Linked DNA regions of Sus scrofa: region 1 is linked to region 2. The links are chromatin contacts, called in public Hi-C maps. All regions are on one chromosome and are shown on one strand. The core of a region is the stretch at or near the end of the contact, and the rest is flanking DNA. Distances in the headings are between cores, read along the strand shown. Region 1 has its middle 700 kb from the start of CCDC82. Region 2 overlaps LOC110255421 (a long non-coding RNA gene).

What was found. A called contact is a pair of places that touch in the nucleus more often than the background predicts.
Region 1: a Hi-C map of epiblast stem cells shows a contact between it and region 2, with 1.6 times the contacts expected there. The contact joins two enhancer-like sites. A contact is called at or near these places in 5 of 47 Hi-C or Micro-C datasets (embryonic fibroblasts, epiblast stem cells, fetal liver and 2 more).

What each region holds. Positions count from the first base shown.
Region 1 is chr9:29,100,731-29,107,259 of Sscrofa11.1, forward strand. No RefSeq gene overlaps it. Among named protein-coding and RNA genes, the nearest start is that of CCDC82, 700 kb to the left of the region's middle. Within about 2 kb of position 2,556, at least 7 of the 83 cell types and tissues checked have an H3K27ac peak or open chromatin away from gene starts, as enhancers often do. A contact at or near this core is called in epiblast stem cells, where this site is marked.
Region 2 is chr9:28,742,949-28,749,736 of Sscrofa11.1, forward strand. The region is part of intron 1 of LOC110255421 (a long non-coding RNA gene); the gene reads left to right. Among named protein-coding and RNA genes, the nearest start is that of CCDC82, 340 kb to the left of the region's middle. Within about 2 kb of position 2,328, at least 2 of the 83 cell types and tissues checked have an H3K27ac peak or open chromatin away from gene starts, as enhancers often do. A contact at or near this core is called in epiblast stem cells, where this site is marked.

The DNA of each region.
Region 1 (6,529 bases), core at 1,306-3,805, 360 kb after region 2:
AACAGCAACACCCGATCTGAGGAACATCTGCAACCTATGCTGGATTCTTAACTCACTGAGTGAGGCCAGGATCAAACCTGAATCCTCACAGACACTATGTTGGGTTCCTAGCCCGCTGAGCCACAGTGGGAACTCCTGATTGTGTATTCGTAATATGAAACATGAAAGGGAGTGAAGGAATCAGAATAAGCAGAGAAAGAAGTTAGGCAAAGATAATGGGTTTGGCTTAGGTCAAGTCTTAACCTGACCCAATGGAAAATTCTGAAGAATGAATGGTACTACAAAGTTGTCTTATTTAGGCTGAACCTCTATACCCCATTTTGTTCAGTCACTGGCTGAGAGACAGTCCAGGAATTGGGCATAGCCTTCTAGCATTTCTGAACAAAGTAGCTTTCATTAAGTGTCAAACATTAAAAAATGGAGTCAGAGTCCTTATTACATTACCAATAGAAACTACAAGAAAAGGCCAAATCAAATTTTACCTCTGAATTCACAAATTAGTGAATTCTCCCTGTTGGAGAAATAGCACCATATATTAGCTGTTGGTTTGGCATATTTACCATACCCTGAAGGAGAATATCCTGACCCTACCGTGTTGCTGTCTCCAAGCTGACATCCTGACTGAGCCTTAATAGAGTATTGCACTGTTGTGTTGGTCCTGGTGTTTCTTGTATATGATAAGGCACTTGCAGCTATTAAAATGCTCTTCCTTTGCCATACATTGTCTTTTAAGCTGGGGCAGTATCACATCGGATAAGATATCAGCATATAAATTACCATATATCATATGTCAGTACCATTGGTGGAAGGCAAACTCATTTTGAAGTAGCAATTTCTTTTAGGGTAAGGGTGAGTTGCTACATTCTCCAGGTTGGAAGAGGTCATATTAAAAATGTCTTCAGGTCTTCCTGGGAATTGTGTCATGTCTGGGGCTCAGTATTTCTCTCTGTTGCTGGCAGCGGCAGTAGTTGGATCAGCCTTGATAGGATGGACCCCATGCTGTTGAACTAGCACATAGCCTCCATCTCTGCCACAAATTAACTCTTACTGCCTGTGGAATCTTCTCTTTATCTTTAACTTTTTCTATTTTAATGATAATGTGTCTTGATGTAGGTCTGTTTAGGTTTATCTTGTATGGGACTCTCTGTGCTTACTATACCTGGATATCTGCTTTCTTCTTTAGGTTTGGAAAGTTTGCAGTCATAATTTATTCAAATACAATTTTGATACCCTTTTATCTTTCTTCTCCTTCTGAGATTCCTGTTATGAATAGATTGGTGTGCTTTATATTATCCCAAAGGCCTTATATACTGCTTTCATTTTTTTCGTGTCTTTCTGTCTGCTGTTCTGATTGGGTGATTTCCATTCTATCTTCCAGATCATATATTCATTCTTCTGCATTATCCAGTTTGCCATTTATTGCTTTTAGTTTGGCTTTCATCTCAGCAAATGAGTTTTCCAGTTTTGATTGCCTCCTCTTTATAGATTCTAGTCCTTTTTCACAGTAACTTGCATTTCTATCGATAGCCTTTCTTAATTCTTTCTGTATTCTTATTACCTCCTTTTTGAACTTGGAGCCTATTATACTGAAACATTGTTCTTTTAGGGGAATTCTCTTGATCTTTTATTTGGGAGTGGTTCCTCTGCTTCTTCATTCTACTTATATTTCTCTAACTCTGTAAGTTTAGAAGAAACAGTTATCTATTGTGGTCTTAGAGGGCAGATTTTATGTGGGAGCATCCCTGTATAGCCTGCATGAGTCTAATATTTTTGGTGCAAGGGCTGTTTTTAGCATGGATGCCTGCTGCATCTTTACTCAGTGTGTGCTAGTTATTATTCCCTTGACAGAGTATGTGACTGGTGGTGTGGTGACCAGATCCTACACTAATTATTGAACAGGGCCCCCTCTTTGTTCTGTGATTGTCACAGACCTATCAGGGGCAAGGCCTGCTCCCCAGTTGGAGTAAAAGCCCCTATTTATAGGCACAGACCCACTGAAGTTAGGTACTAGGATGACACAGGTACTAGGTTGTACACCTGGACCCGCCATGAGAGATATGAAAACAGTCCAGCCTTGGTGTGTGTGCACTTGCAAAGCCCACAACTGCTATTGCCAGACCTGCTCCAGCCACAAGAACACTCTTAATTCACATGGATATCTGGAAGTCACTGATTTTACAAAGGCCCTGTTGGTGGCAGCTTAAATCCTCAGATCACACAGCTGCAGAGAGAGGGCTCAGATTTCAGTCCTGCTTCCTAAGTCAAGTGGCCCCTGGGGATCAGCTCTGGTTTCAGCCCTGTCTCAGCATGTGTGAAACTCACCAGCACTTGTGAGCTCCCAGAGCCTGCTGGGGGGAGAGGGTGCTGTCCTTCCCTTTACATGTGTATTAACAATGGTGCTTCTATGGTGGGCCTGGGTTCTGTCAGTGTACACGTCCAGATACAGCCTGTGCCACTCTCCATCCCCTTCAAGCTGTCTCCTTGTAGCCAACCCCACCGCTCTCCCAGCTCTGCCCATAGATGCCCAATTTCAGCATCTAGCCCCTGAACATACCAACAGACTGGAGACTCAGGCTGGGGATGCATGGAGGTGGTACAGAGGACAGTGTGTGCTGCTCCCTCTCTGCTCTGCCTGCCATAAGCTGATTGCTGCCCTCGCCTCTGAGCCTTAAAGTTGCTTTGCTTTGCTTTGCTTTGCTTGCTTGCTTGCTTTCCTTCTTTTGTCTTTTTAGGGCCACACCTTTAACATATGGAAGTTCCCAGGCTAGGGATGGAATCGGATCTACAGCTGCTGGCCTACACCCCAGCAATGTTGGATCCAAGTTGCACCTGTGAACTACACCACAGCTCATGGTAACGTGGGATCCCTGACCCACTGAGCGAGGCCAGGGATTGAACCTGTATCCTTATGGATACTAGTTGGATTCGTTTCCACTGAGCCTCGGTGGGAACTCCTATTGTGGCTGTTCTCCTAGTCAGTGAAGGGGCTTCCCAGAGTGAGGGACCCTTTCCTCTTTTACAGCTCCCTGCTGGGGTGCAGGTCCCATTTCCATTCCTGTTTTTATTTATTCATTTATTTTCTTTGTCCTAACTGGTTACATGGTAACCTTTCTTGTGATTTTGGTTGTCTGGGATCTTCTGCCAGTGCTCAGTAGGTATTCTGGGAAAACTGTTCTGCATGTAGATGTATTTGTGGGAGCGGGTGAGCACCACGTCTTTTCATTCTGCCATCTTGATTAGACCCCCACAACCACATTCAAACCAATTTTGATAGCTTTTTATAAATTAAACAGACACATTTCATGTGTCATTTATCAACTTATTGTCTCTCAACTCTGAACACACCCTTCGTCTTATGCACTATAATAAAAAATGGAATATCATTAAATATTTTACCTTTAAAGTAAGCACAGTATTACACTTTCTCAATAGAAAGTGCTGGAGCGACATTTCAGGAGCCCCTTCTTCTAACATTTTCCACTTGGACCTAAGTCAGAAGTGATGGTTCATAGTTAACTCGTTGGTTAGTACCAAGAATGGGATAGGACTGAGAGCAAAGTCACAGGAAGCAAACTGGGGTGTTAGAAATGTTCTCTGTCTTCATTTTTAAGTTGGTGAAATGGGTGTATCACCTTGTCAGAACTCATCAAACTGTTCCCCTAAGTTGTGTGTATTTTATTTTGTGTAATTGATATCCTAACAGAAATTATTTGAAAATGAAGATTTAATGCATGGACATGTGAATAGAACTAGGGGTGTGTTTCAGAAAACTTGAATTTGATTCAAAGAACACTATCTGAATTTGACAAAATCATTTGAAATAAATGCATTCTGCTTCCCCCAACATGAGCAAAACACACTTTATCCATCTGGCACTAGGTTTAAGCTCACTTAAAATTTAACTGCAGAAAAAAAAGCCAATCAAAACAAAACAAAACAAAAAGCAATACAGAAGGATGAATGTCAGTTAAATAAGGAATCTAAAAGAAAATGATTGAATCATTTGTGCATTAATTCATCAGGCATCTACTGAGCAGATAATTTGTACCAAGCCTTGTGGTATAATCAGGAGATTTAAAGGTCTCTTCAGCTAAAAGTCCAAAAGACAGGCAAGTAAAGCCATGTATATAGAATTGGGTAATATATTTTACTGATGAAGATATTCCCAGAGTGCTTGCCAGAGTAAGCCACAGTGAAAATAGGATCTGAACAAGGTGTGTAAGAGATTGATTAGGTAGAAGAGGTGAGGAACAAAGAGATGCCAACAAACAAACAGAGACTTCATAATGTCGAGCCCCCAAAATCAAAAATAAGTGTAAAGTTTGAGGAAAATAATTTGACTTCATCCAAGTTAAATATTGGTAATTATAATGTTGCCCTGTGCATAATAGTCAGTCAGCCCACAAAAATTGACAGTGAAGTTGTAAGCATGAATGAAATCACCAGGATGAAGATTAGAGAAAGAATAGAAATTCAGGGATTAAAAGTCAAAATTAAAGTATAATTCTTAATAAAGAGTCAAGATGAGGAAAAGGTAAGTGCAGTAACTATTAGGCTATAAATGTTTGATATATTGAGGGTTCTCAGTTATGATCCTGAATCAGAGTTATTTGATAAGTTGATTTTGATAGCATGGTTTAAACTACATTGCATTAATCTAAAAAGTAATGGCAATTAATACCAAAGCTTAGCGTGATGCAATAAAAAGTGTTTTACATCCCAATAGTTTTATGGTTGTAAAATAAAAAATTTCAAATATACTATTATGTTGAATTTTATAATCTTTTAAGATGGGTAGGGCACATATTTTTAGCCCAATTTCCAGTGAAGGAAATAAAATCTCTATCAAATTTAATGATTTTCCTGAGATCACACAGTTAGTAACTGAAACAAATAGAATAGATGCCTGAGCAGATTTTTAACCTGACGCAGTTTCTACTACATAGCCTAACAGAAGGTAATTTTCCCCTACTTTGTGCATCTACCTAATAATGGGAAATATGACAGTTACTTCTCTCTCACTGAAAGATGAACCACATTCACAGTGGACTAGGGTAATGGAGGTGAAAATAGGGAAGACCATGAGTTTGAGCATGTGCAGAGGTTTTTAAAGAAAATTTTTTTAATATTCCCGCATGCTTCTCTCCTAATGATGGATTTCAGATAATAATGATTATCACTGTTGGAATTAATTTTCTATATGACTATATTGTAACCATTTAATCTAACTGATTTGCTTTTACTGGCAATTATAGACTCTCACTATTAACTTAATGAATGCATGCTCTCCTATTATCCATATATTTTATGTGATATTTGGAAGTTTGGGGCATAAAACTATAAAGGAAATCTACATAAACCACATTAAATTATGCTCCCAATAATAGTGAGCATTTCAGTAACATTAATGCCCACCTCCATATCTAAATAAAATGCTGCTACTTGCAGTCCACAGGATATATGCTGCTTTGAGTAAAAGTGATGGATTGGTCCTGGTCCATCTACTCTCTGTCCTTGGATCTAACTTGTGGCACGATGATGAATATTTACAAGAGGGATGGCCTAAGTTAGCAGTATTATTTTTGGCCCCAGTGAGTCTAAGAAAAGATAAATCCATGATGCCAGCAGCCTCTATCCATCTTGAGAGAACAACAGAAAATATTATGTGGAAATGATTTACTCCATTTGGAGAAAAAAAGTGCTCTTAGACCCATATAGCAATATTTTTGTATTTGATAGTGTTTGACATATCTTGCCTTTCTCTAACAAGGAACATAGGAATAATATTAACTTGCATCATGGCTAAATATAAATGAATTGTCACATCTTGTCTATGTTAAGGTCACGAGCCACCTAATTTTTCCGGAGCTCATAGTAATTAATTTATTATTCAAGAGCCTGTCCTTGGGAGGAAGTGGAAAGTAAACATAACCCCTGATTTAGAGGTTGACTGAATGGAGGCTCATAGAAGAGAAATGTTCAACATTACTTCTATTAAATTATTTTAAATAAATTATTCTCTACATGTAAAGCTTACTCACTTTCACTTTTATTGTGTTACTTACTATGTCTTTCTGGTTTTGTCTTCAGTTTGTAATTTTTAACTCCCCACCAGTGATGAATCTTTGAAAATCCAAACTGAGTCTTTTTCTTTGCTGTATCTCTCATGATATCTATGAGAATAACTTGATCCTAGTAATCAAGGAATAAATGCTTCTTGAATGAAAAATGAATGAACAAATACATTCATTGCTGAAAGATATACAATTGATCTGGAAGGGGACATAACCCCTGATCTTATTCTCATTCTATTTGTTCTCTTAGAGCTAAATGAAGAAGAAAATATTTGTTTAAATATGAGTAATATTATTCACCAAGCCCCTCCTATGTTCTGGTCCACTGTTCTTGATTCTGAAGATACAGAAACAAATGAAACAAACAAATTTCTAGCCTAGTGGAGCTTTTGTCTTAATGGAGAGCAATACATGAGAAACAATGCAAATAATCTATATAGTATGTGAGATGGTGA
Region 2 (6,788 bases), core at 1,078-3,577:
GGACCTAATTGTTTCAGGTCTGGGAGATTCAGCAACACTTCAGGTGAAGGATTTTATCCTCTTAGTGAAGGGGCAAATGTGATCACAAGGCCAGGAAAATGTCCAGCTGGTCTTGACATTTACAGACTTTTGCAAACATTGGAAACTTAGCTATTGGGCCAGTTCATGGCTTTTTAGATAAAGCTTCATGAAGTACAAACTAATCATGATTTCTCCTCACTTTGACTCCTGTAGCCTGAAATTTAAGTCGATTCCTTATGATGAAAGCAATATTATTTCTGAAAGACATCAATGTAGTTTTTTTTCCATTTCTTTTTTCCTGATCTTCGTCTCTTTAGCCAGAGGTAAATGCTTAACTTGGTGCTTGGTTGTGACTGTGTTATCAAGAATGCTAAATAAAGTCAATGTTTTCTTTGCAACATCCAGAGTGGTATTTCACATCCTTGAGATCATATTCATGAAAATCAGCTGAACTGGGGGAGAGAAGAGGATATATTAAGAAATACCCCTGAGAGACCCCATCATAAAATTCAACAACAACAAAAACAACAACAAGAACAACCTTCCTTGTGGCACAGTGGAAACGAATCTCTGGCCTTGCTCAGTGGGTTGAGAATTCGGCGCTGCTATGAGCTGTGGTGGGGGTCACAGATATGGCTTGGATCCCAAGTTGCTGTAGCTGTGAAGTAGGCCAGTAGCTGCAGCTCTGGTTCGAACTCTAGCCTGGGAACTTCCATATGCCACAAAGTGCACTCCTGAAAAGCAAAACATAACATAAATGAAATAAAATAAATTCAGCAATACCTTAGAGGTGGAGAAAATTGGAGATATATCTTAGAAACTTCTCCCTCATAGGCATGGGTGAGAAGTCCTCCTAGGGGATTGTGGCGTGAAGGGCAGTGAGATATGGGGAGAGTATCAGGAATTAGTGGCTCTGCTTTCTCCACATTGGAATGAAAGCTGAGGATATGTCCCCGGGCAGAGTACGGGAGAGACTTAGGTTTCCAGGAGAGGATCAGCAGGATATGTCTTCTGACAGGTACAAGATGAGAACACAGTGTCAGCTGAGGTTAGGCAGTTGAGAATAGTGAGCTCCATCAGGTCTCTGCTTCCACTGTGTGGCTCTGTGGTTAATGCTAAATTCAGACATTTCTTTGGGACCTGGAGAGGTCATGCAGGAGAGAGCTTGGAGAATCTGCAGTTCACATTGCATAGGTCCAGGGCTAAAGGTCCAGTGCATTTCAGACCCTCAGCTTCAGGTGGTGACTGACAGAGGCACAGCCTTAAAAGGCCAGTCCTCGAAAGAGAAGAGACCAGCCCCTCTGTTACTGAGACTGTCAAAGTTTCAGAATACACAGCATGGACTAAATGGCCACTTTCCCCCTGCATTTATAATGACGCAGAGTACTTTACAGTCCCAGATTCCATCTTACACCATTTTGGAGAAGGGTAAGAGAGAGGGAAGAAAGCTGAAAGACTAATAGTTTACCCAAAGGACTGAACAGGGGAGATTATTTAAACTGAATACACATGAAATGTTATTTTTCAGCAAACTTAAAGTGGTGTTCTCCCTCTGTGTTCTCGCTATTCCATGTGTAAAAGGCTCAGGAGGAAGCTATGGTTAGTTAGTGGGAAACAAAGATGCTGCATTTTCATCAAAGTGTAGTGTGTTAAATTCTTCAGACCCCTACATTTGTTTAATATATGGTTGTTCAGGGTAGAGGGTGTGTCTTTATTATTACATATGGGGGGGGGTAGGGTCTAGATTCTGTATTGTAAAAAAATCTCCAACACCATAGCCAATAGGAGCAACTAAAGATTAAGTTGAAACTTTAGGGTATCTATTATTGATATATACATGAATTCCATATTTGATCCACTATTACTAGTGTATAAATCAAGGCCCATGGAGACCTGAGGATAGTGATTTTTAACTAATTGACAGGTGACCTTAGTTCTGAGTTTCTGTGTGGTCACTGACTTGCTCTATTGAATAAGCAGCTTAATTTACAGAGGCTATTGCTCTTTTATATAATGGCTCCAAAATGGATTCTGATGTGTCTGGATTGGATGATTTCTTAGATTATTTTACCATTCTGTCATTCTGTGACTTGGCTTTGCTCTTTGAAAACTGTTTGAAACCCTTCAAAGCTATCCCTCATATTTTCTCTTCAGGGAGGATTACGCCAGCTTAAACAATTCAGAGAACAGAAGAGTAAATAAACAACAGAAAGAAAATACAATGCAGTAGTTAAGAATGTGGATTGTGGTGTCTGGTCACTTGGGATCAGATCGCAATTCCATCCTTTCAAGCTGTGTGACCTTATCCAGTTTCCTCAAGCCTCAGTGTCCTCATGTTTGTAAATGAAAGGTTTAAAAACATCAATCTTCTCCTCATTGTACTCTTCCTATCCCTTGGAAAGTCAATGAAATCTTTCAGTCAAGAATGCAATCAGTATTTATTGAACACCTAACATGTGGCAAACACTAGGTGCTCTGCTTTTCTGTTGGAAACCTGGGGAGAAACTTTGGGAAAGCAAAAATACTGGCAGAGTCCTGCCCAAGTTTTGAAGCTAGGTGGTAACCTGCAATGAGGAGGAAAGTCTTTTTCCTCTTTAGGATGATGGCGATGATTTTAGTTATTTATTCTTTATGTCAAAAGGTACAGCTTTGAATAATTTTATTGTTAGTGTAAGTACTCATTCTAAACGTTAAGTGGACGTATGAAGCTATATCAGGGTACCTGTTCTGCCTTCTGGAAGGCTCTCTAGGGTAGGTTTGATCTGAGCTGTCTGCATTTCCTTTCTCTGTAATTGCATATCCATCTTTTCTTCCGCCAATAAAGAAAACATATCCATGTATGAAATTGAGACTACCATTAAAATAGAATCACATTGAATCGTCCATAAAACATTTAAAAAGTAAATTATTCACAAATTATTTATGAAATACATTCTTACTGGTGAGTTATACCATTGAAATTAAGAATTATTGCTTTGGATGTTTAGAAATTTTAAGACCTTGAAATGGGTTGCTATAAAATATGAAACTGGGAAATCTAGATGCAATTTATTGTTCTTACTAATTATGTTCTGTTATAATTCTAATAATTATATAACATTATGATATAATATAATTATAATATAATGCACAGCTCCCAATTGCTGTGAGCTTTAGTTTCTCTTAGGATAAATACAGATATTCCTATCCTTACAGAATTATTGTGAAACTCAGATAAGATCATATATAATAAGATTCAGTAAACAAATATTGTTTATAGTTCTTGTTATTTGGAGGTCTGCTTGGATTGTTACTGCTTTTTATTTTCGGTCTTTTAAGGCTATTATTGCCTGCTCTTTTATGCTAATTTAAATGGAACATTTATTTTTCTTTGACTGCTTCTTATAATCTATCAGACAGAAAATGGGTAGTAAACATTGTGGAGAAATTCTAATCATAGATTTTTTTATAGCCTTTGGCTCTACTTTTTTCCAAACTATATCATCTTAATTATTGGAGGTGAGTACAAAATAATGGGAAGTTTCCTAAAGGTAACATGATGTACAATGACTGCATCTGCTTTTGCAGAGTAGGTTTTCATGGTGACATCAGTCAAATAGCCATCTTATGGGCCCCACATCTAATAGAGCAAATTCAAAAAAAGTGTCTTCCATGGTAAATAAGTTGAATTTTGTATGGATTATTCCCCCTAGTTTGAATTTATTCTTCTTTATTCTCTCAGCATTGAGGAATTTATGGAGATTTGGAGACAATCTAAGTTAGGAAAGCCTGAAAAGTGACTCTTGGCATTTACTTGCATTAAGTCTCTGTTTACACACAGCCAGTACTTAAGAGCTGCTCTTCATACAATGTTTCTGAATGTGTTTGATATGGACCACCTATTTAGAAGGGACTGCTTTAAACATTTTCCAGAACTGTACTTTGAACAACCAAATTGGAATCTCTGAAAGTGATGCTCAGTAGACCATATTCTTAAGAGGCACTTAACAGATAACCTCAGTTGATTTTTATGGATGCTAGGGTTTGTAAAGGATTTGTGTTTCATAGAAATTCTTGCCAATTAGCTTCGGTCAATAGTCCACTAGGAAACAAGCATAAAAACATAGGTCAGAGGAGGATAAAAATTCTAATTAGGTTTTAATAAAGCTGAATCCTCTAATTCTAGTGGGAAAAGATAGTAAATAAATTAGATAGCAAATTTGGGTCAAGGCTAAAACTTAACATTTTGTTTCTGTTTATGATCAGTGGATTACGGATTGTCCCTTTCTTTCTCATTTCAAATTGTTCTGGAACTCTAATTTATGTACAGCTAAGTAAATCTTGACTTGCATGGCAGATGTTTTATTGTTATTATCATTATAAGTGATCACTTTAATAGCTTTCTTGGTTATTGTACAATGGATAGCTGGCTTCACTGCTTCTTCAGCTAAAGTAACATTACTTTCATTGGAAATATGTTGCAAAAATGGTTATTTTGGTTAAACTTCCTTGAGAGGAAAACTATTAAACAAATATGTAAGGGGTAAAGGACAGGAATAGGTTTCTTAGGAGATGGATAAGTTATAGTCTCTGCCAATGGAAATTTAATAAAATTAAAGAATCTAGGCTTCATCAGATATCATTCATTTCCTAACATTTGATGCTCACCAGTTCTGACCAGCTTGCACGGTACTATCTGCCAATCAAAAGATCAGTGTGGGCATTTATGAGGCAATTTATATTCTGATGAGTGAATTTGGTAATTTAGTATGTCATATTCCCATATGTCTTACCTCTGTTGAATGAAGACCAGAGCAGGACAAACTCCTAGAGAATGAACTGTACATTGTTTTCTAAGCAGTAATAAGCACATTGCTTCATCTTCTATAATATAAATCTGACGTAGCATGAAACATTTTATGGCCATTAGTTTAAAAAGGAATCAATTACCTTTGCAAAAATCGTTGTGCATGTTTTATAATAATATTTGGGAAATTCCCTGTTATTTTTCTTTACTCATCTGCTGTCCTGAATGACATTATTAACGCATCCTCTTTGTGTCAGTATCACTTGAACTGATGTTAAGATTTTTTTTACAGAGCTAAGAATTAACACTTTTCTGCAAAGAACGTAATACACATATAGTTTGGAAATGAAAAAGTATTTCCTTGCTTTACCTGAGAACATCTAGCTGCCTATATTTGGAAGGCTTTGCTCTATGTACTCGTTTATATAGCAGTTATTGGTCACTGTGGATTCAGCCCTGACCATCCAAAGGAGCAATGAAGTGTGGTAACGTCGTAGGAAGCTGGATCCTATCACACAGAATCTCTTCTCTGGGGCCCTTCCTTAGGCTTTTGGACAGGACTCCCAACCTCCCTGGTTGGTTGCAGGGGCAAAGGAAGTAACACATTCAGAGAAAGCAGTAGAAGTGGGATGAATCCTATATGGAAGTGTTTTTAAAGTGTTCTAGGAGTTCAGAAAAAAGGAGAGAGGAAGAGCATTCTCAGGGTCCCTTTTATTAGAATCTTTCCAATTCAGGAACCTGACTCCTTTGAGTTTGGAAACATACAAAACAAAATGTTCCCAAGTCGTATTTAGTTAAGGGTGGTATTAACAGAGTAATGAAAGTGAATTCACAGCTATGACAAAACAAATGTCTGTGTCTTTATAACTATCTTTAAGTGTATATTACTATTCACATATATTAAAATAAGCTGATATATATGTATATGTATATATAAAAAATATATAATGTATGGTAAGGTCTGATTTGCTAATCATTTAGCTATTTAAAGTCTCAAATTAAAGCTCCCTCTGATTTCAGTAAAAGTGTTTATTCTAGTAAACCTAGTCAGCCTTCTCTGTCAAGAGCGTCATGCTCAATGCTCAAAATTAGCGTCCAAAGGATGATACCTGGGCAGGATCATTCCTGTTCAGTTACAGGCTAGATAAATTTGAAATGTCCTAATTTCTGGTGACATCTTCAATTATTTTGCCAGTTCAGTTCAAATAAGTGTGTTGCCCAAGCACTTAACAACTTTTCTAACTTTGAGGTAACATTTCAAATGAAATGCTTTCAAAACTACCTTACTCTAAGTGATGTCCCTTGCCTCTGTCAAAGTTCTTGATTCTTGTTTAGGATGGTATTCATTTTTTCTGTTCCATTTCCAGAGCCTTTGTTACTTAACCTTTGTGTAATAGTCTGTACAATAGTAGTAGGTTGTGATTGTGTCTCTACAGTTTTAGATGTATATTTATATTTCTACTGGTCCTGCCCATTTCTTCACCACCTACCAACCAGATCAGTCTTAAAGATGCTGATGAGCAGAAAGAAAGTTTTCTGCTTTGATTTCTAACTCCACTGAGTTTCCTAAACATGGTAAGATTTCAGTCAAAGGCAATGTGAACCAGGTATTAAGACCTTGTCTTTGACATGACATATGATACATTCTGGAATGTGAATAACTTATTGCCATTGTCATTTTGGGAAACGGCTTGTTGCTAGAGATGCTGAAAGGCATCACAGCATATTTACCACTTCATAAAGGATTAGACTCTTGAGAAAGATTTTTGGCAGCGAGCTGGCAGAGCATATGATTTGGCCTCACCAAATATTATGTTTACTAAACAAATATCTTTGGTAAATTAATTGGATAAAATGAGTAATTGCTAACTCTGGTTGCTATTGTCTTTTCTGAATCTACTGGCAGACTAATCAATTTGATTTCCTCTATTTGAATATACCATATGCCTTACCATGGGCAACATGGTAACATTGAGATGTC